Linked DNA regions of Hordeum vulgare: region 2 is linked to region 1. Evidence: chromatin contacts called from public Hi-C data. All regions are on one chromosome and are shown on one strand. The core of a region is the stretch at or near the end of the contact, and the rest is flanking DNA. Distances in the headings are between cores, read along the strand shown. Region 1 holds the start of LOC123395564 (protein misato homolog 1). Region 2 holds the start of LOC123398072 (transcription factor HHO6-like).

Region 1 (2,700 bases), core at 39-2,538:
TGCATGCATCATCAGAATCTCTAAAATAACCATATTATGAGGGTAAGAGGCTAAGAGCAATTCAGTGCTCCTACAGGTTGCAAAAAAAAGGAATAGTATCAAGCAAACATATATACAGTGAAGGTTATATCCTGACATAGTGATATGTTCTTGCTTTGGCAATTTAAATATGCTCCCTCAGTTTGTTAGAGTACGACAAGTCATGGATAGCCAAAGTTACTTTCTGTTAGTCTGAATCTAGTGAATTTCTGGCCCAGTTGCACAAGCAATCCAAAACAACATTGACAAAACCCTCCTGTTTCCCTTTAGCTTGCATAAAAGACCACAACGACAACCAACTATGCATGAGGGGCATAGTTGGCAAACGAGGCATGGAGACAAATTCAGGAGAAGTTCAGAGTGTCACTTGCCATGTAGTGACATTGAGCTGGTCCGAGGCAGCGCTACTCAGACCTGGAGCGCCGGAAGAACTTAAAGAACCAAGAGACCCTGCAAACGGTATAATTATATGATGTAATGTACACAACCACTGACAAAATAACAGGCAATTTACACATTCACACAAAGGCATCCTGATACCGACACATGTAAAGAGAGTATTAAGCTTGTCGCACATTGCTATATTTAGAGTGAATCCAGCACAACAGCACATACAAAAATTAAGAACGGAAGTAAATTACCTCGAGAACCAATGGATACCAAACGGGGGCAGTAGGTGGAGACGCCCTGACGAAATTAAGCAGTGTGACTAAGACGAACCGATGGAAATGATGCATGGTTTAAGATAAGCTCTTGGCCTGGCTCTACCTGGAGCGTCTCGCCGGTGCGGTACAGGACGTCCATGTCGAGCGGCGCGGTCCTGAAGGCGGCGTCTGCGGCGGGGTCGTCGGCGAGCCCGAGGAGCTCATCCTGAAGAGCAGGCAAAGAGACGGGGATTGAGTGCTTGTCGTCCCGAAGAGGGTAGGGTTTAGGGTGTCGCGGAGGCAGTACCTGGAAGTTCCAGAAGTGGGAGCCGACGAAGTTGGCGAAGCCGCCGACCTGCACCGTCACCACCTCCCTCATCTCTCCCGGTGCCTCACGGGGACTGCGTGGCGGCCGTGGCCGAGCAACCAGTTTCTGTCGCCGCCGCCGGAGAGGAAGGAGATGAAGAAGCGGCTCGCTCGCGCTGTAACGATTTTAGGTAGTGGGCTGGTTGGCGGCGGCGGCGGCGGCGGCGGCGGCGGTGGGCTCGTCGGCGGGGTGAGGCGGCGGAAGGGGGTTTGGGGGGCGTGGACTGCTCGACGGGGAGCTCCACACGGTTCAGTCTGGTGCCGGGCTGAACATGGGCCCAGGGCTAGAACGTGGGCCTCTAGTACGCCATCAGCCTATCTGCTAAGGTCGAAACCATTCGGATTATATAATTCAAATTTTATAATTTATTATGTCTTTAAACAGGACATATTATATTGTAGAGTATGAAAACTGAATGAATAAATTATTAAAAACTCACAATCTACTCTAATCCAGCTAAAATTAGATTATCTCTCCCTAATAATAAAGCAATTAGGGTTTCTGGTCGTCCGTCATGGCTTTTTTGTGAAAAAGTCCCTCCGTTTTCGAGCATTCAAACCGTAGTCCCTGATTAAGTGGATATGTGGAAAAACGTTTTAGATTTGCAAGAAAGCCCCTACATCTGTAAAATTTTCAGTCGAAATCCTTTGTTTGATCTTATCCTCTTCCAGCCGCGTTGGAGCAGGAGAAGGTGAGTGGTAGATCGCGTCCGCCCCTCCCCGCAGATCCGGCGGCGACGGCGAAGGATGAGAAGGCGGTCGTCGTGCACGCGCGGGAGGATGGAAGACACCTTGCCGGGGCGCGTGCTCGGGTGAGGGGTGACGTGCTTGTCGGCGGCGGAGACGGCTACGGCCGTGCTGGAGGATGAGAAGGCGGTCGCTGTCTCGCACGGGAGGATGGAGGACGCCTCGTCAGGGCGCGTGCTCGGGTGATGAAGACTGCTGCGTTGATTGCTTTGGCGACTGCTTGTCCGCGCCTGTACCATGTGCTTGTGCAAGAGACACCGGGGATGAATATGCATACACACCGGGGAGGAGGAGGAGGGGGAGGGGAGGGAGGGAGGAGGAGGCCATTCTCGCATCAGCGAGGGGAGGAGGAGGAGGGGGAGGGGAGGGAGGGAGGAGGAGGAGGGGGCAACCCGTTGCCGGGCAACCCGGACAACCTCACCGCCGCCGCGCTCGAGGAGGCCGCGGGAAGCACGCAGAGCCACGTCGTTGTCGGCCGCCACGGGATTCGGATCCGCCCCTGGCCGCACCCCGACCCCGTCGAGGTCATGCGGGCGCACCGGATCGTGGAGCGCGTGCAAGAGGAGCAGCACTGCTGGTACGGTGTCAGGAAGCCGCGCCAGGTGCTCGTCGTCACCCCGATCGACTCGCGCGCCTTCTAGGCGCTCCACCTCACCAGCCTCCTCCACTCGCTCTGCAACGTGCCGTACCCGCTCACCTGGATCGTCCTCGAGGCCGCCCGCGTCACCAACGCCACCGCGGCCCTCCTCGCGGGCTCCCCTGTGCGTGTGCGAGATGGGCCAAGCCGGCACACACGGCAAAGGGCGACCGAGGTTGCGGCTCTGACGCGGGAGCCGTGGAGCTGGAGGCGGAGCTGCGGCAGCTCGTAATGGACGGCCGCGTCAACAACGTCAGCCATGACGAG
Region 2 (2,700 bases), core at 98-2,597, 320 kb after region 1:
TTTTTAGAAAAGAATGACACATCAAAACCGCCCCGAAAAAAGTATGATCTGAAGATAGCAAGACAAAGCCATCTTGGAATATCTGTGATGCAAAAAATCCCTAAAATGAAAACTGCAAATGAGCTGAAAGAGCTACTTATCTTTCTTTTTTCTACTCCGATCCAAAATAAGTGTCGTGGCTTTAGTTCAAGTTTGAACTAAAACTGAACGAAAGTCAGAACAATAGCCTGCTAGCACAAAATTTCCCACTTGACGAGCTGTAAAGTTTCCTAGTTTTTCAGTGTCACATAATTTAACAACTCGCCATCATTCTTGAACATTATACAGCTTTTAGTATCTTTCGTTCTTGACATTATGCTATTCCCTCCATCCCGAATCTTAATTAAATTATCTAGTTAGCATGATTAATTAAGCACAGGTTTTAAATTAAACCCCAAAAAAATTCCACCTCGTTTTCATATTTGATATAATTTGAACTGACCCATCTCCTTTCAGTAGTGTTCCAAGGTTCTCGTCTCATGGCTCTACCTTTTGGGCGTGTTTCTTGGCGCTGTCGCCATTGCTGTTGCTGGTGCTGCTGTGGCTCCCGCAGGTCCACAGCTGCGCGGAGCTCATCCAGCTCCGCTTGTCGCTCGCGTCCGCTTCCGTCTTGACGCCCTCCGCCTTCCTCTTCGCCAGCGGTGCAGGCGACGGCGACGGCGCCGGTGCGAGCAGCTGATCCGGCGCCGGTCTCCGGTGCTGCGCCACCTCATCTTTCAGCCACTCGATCACTGCACTCAACACGACCGAAATATTAAAACCCAGCCAAACAATCCAATAAACCTGGAACACAAGCGGGGCGGAAGGACGGACGGACGGACGCACCGTCGGCGATGAGGTGGACGCTGATGGGGAGCTCGCGGCGGAAGACCTCCATCTTGGCCTTCTCGGCCTCGAGGCTCCGGGCGCAGTCCTCGAGCCTGGCCACCTTCTCCGCCGAGCTGGACCTGGCGACGGCCGCCCTTAGCGAGTCCGTCATCGTCCTGGCCGCCAGCGCCCGCAGCCGGTGGTCCTCCCCGGCCCCTCCGCCGCCGCCGAGGACGACGGCCTCCTTCTGCACCGCAGACGACGACCCCATCGCCGCCGCAGCCGGCCCAGAGCTCCCTCCCCCCGCGACGCCTCGCCCGCGCAGATCCACGACGGCGACGGAGCGGAGGAGGTGGCAGGAGTGGGAATGGGAATGAGAATGGTGGTGCCGTTTGCGTGCTGGCGCCGCGTTTATACCGGACGAGGGGACGGTTCAGGTGGCCGGGGCGGGGGGCACGACGGTCATTTCGGGATGGAATCGTCCACGAAGATACTGCCTTGCCTTCTTTCTTTCACCTCGGTTGGATTGCATTTATGGGGGCGGCAGGGGCAGGATGGTAAAAAAGCGGAGGTAGCCGGAGAAAAGAAGATGCTGCCCGCATGCGGTGTGGATGGATGCGGTTGGCAGGCGGGGGCGGAGGCAGAGGCGTTTCGTCGCGTAACACGGAAGAGGCGTCCAGATACCGCCTCCTCCCACGCGCCCGCGGTGCCCCGTCCCACGGAATCTTTTCCGCCCTTTTATGCCGTGGCCCCTACAGATACCCATAATAACGCACAGGGCCCTCCCGCGCTGTTGTTGAGAGAAGCTTTTCTTGGGTACTCGAGGAGCGTGCAATATTGGGAGAGATGGAGGGGCGGGATGACGGTTGATGGCCGGAAGATTCCCTTTGGCTGTCACGCGTATTCCGTGGTCCATTCGGCCAAGGAATCGCGGTGTCTCGGCTCGGCTCGGCTGCTGCTGCTGCTGCTGCGTGTTGAAGATCCGGGTGGTGGAGTAGGTGAGACGTAGGTATCCAGCCGGGATAAACAACGGGATAGACTAGACGCAGGGCCACGTGGCTACCGCCATTGTGTAGCTCCTATCCGAGCTTGCTACTACTAGACAAGTTGGTGCTGGCCTGCTGGATTAACCCAACAAAAGTTTCCATCGTCTCTTTTTTCCTTTCAAAATTGTACTTCAGAGTATGTACTATCATATTTTTGCAACATTATTTGTGTTGTAATTTTTTCCTGAAACAACACCCATGTTACAAAAAAAATATCCGCAGCACAATCACAGTTGTGAAAAATTCCGCAACATAACCTCCGTTGCACAAAAAATCTGCAACATAATTTATATTGTAAATTTTTCGCAACACGACCTTTGTTGCAAAGTAAATAAAATGTTCATGCCACTAGATCCAACGGCTCGTGAGAGGGCAGATCTTTAAAAAGATCCGCCAGTCGACGCGTAGATGTCCCCTTATTTCTATCGTATCTTGTAATTCAATTTAATCATGTATATTTATATATATATATATATGGCAACGAGGCTCATGCAATACATTAACAAGTCAATGAATCTCTTCTCTATTCTTGTTGCATGGTATCAGCTTAACCCCGATTCAAACCCTAGTCGTTGTCGTTGTTTCCGCACCGCGCCACGACTCGGGTAGTCGACCTCCATGATCGCCATCGGGGGCCGCATCGTCTGTATATAGAATTCGTCCGTCGGTTGTGTTGATCGGGTGTCCAAGAAAGTCTTTTTCCCGATCCTTTCATTCGGGTTTCTCTCTCTCTCTCTCGCTAGTCGCATTGATCGGTGTTTTCTTTTGGTTTTCAATCTAAGACCGGTTTAGGTCGCCCGTCGTCGTC

What was found. Hi-C and Micro-C count contacts between places; a contact is called where the count stands out from the background.
Region 2: a Hi-C map of seedling shows a contact between it and region 1, with 3 times the contacts expected there. The contact joins the promoter of LOC123398072 here to the promoter of LOC123395564 in region 1. A contact is called at or near these places in 1 of 6 Hi-C or Micro-C datasets (seedling) and 1 of 1 datasets of contacts at active chromatin or transcription factors (embryo).

The regions. Positions count from the first base shown.
Region 1 is chr5H:66,192,086-66,194,785 of MorexV3_pseudomolecules_assembly, forward strand. It overlaps LOC123395564 (protein misato homolog 1), which reads right to left and starts at 1,289. Exons shown (of 9, transcript XM_045090577.1): 1 at 991-1,289; 2 at 808-909; 3 at 681-726; 4 at 411-489. The coding sequence starts at 1,062.
Region 2 is chr5H:66,508,627-66,511,326 of MorexV3_pseudomolecules_assembly, forward strand. It overlaps LOC123398072 (transcription factor HHO6-like), which reads right to left and starts at 1,348. Exons shown (of 5, transcript XM_045092581.1): 1 at 865-1,348; 2 at 529-770. The coding sequence starts at 1,117.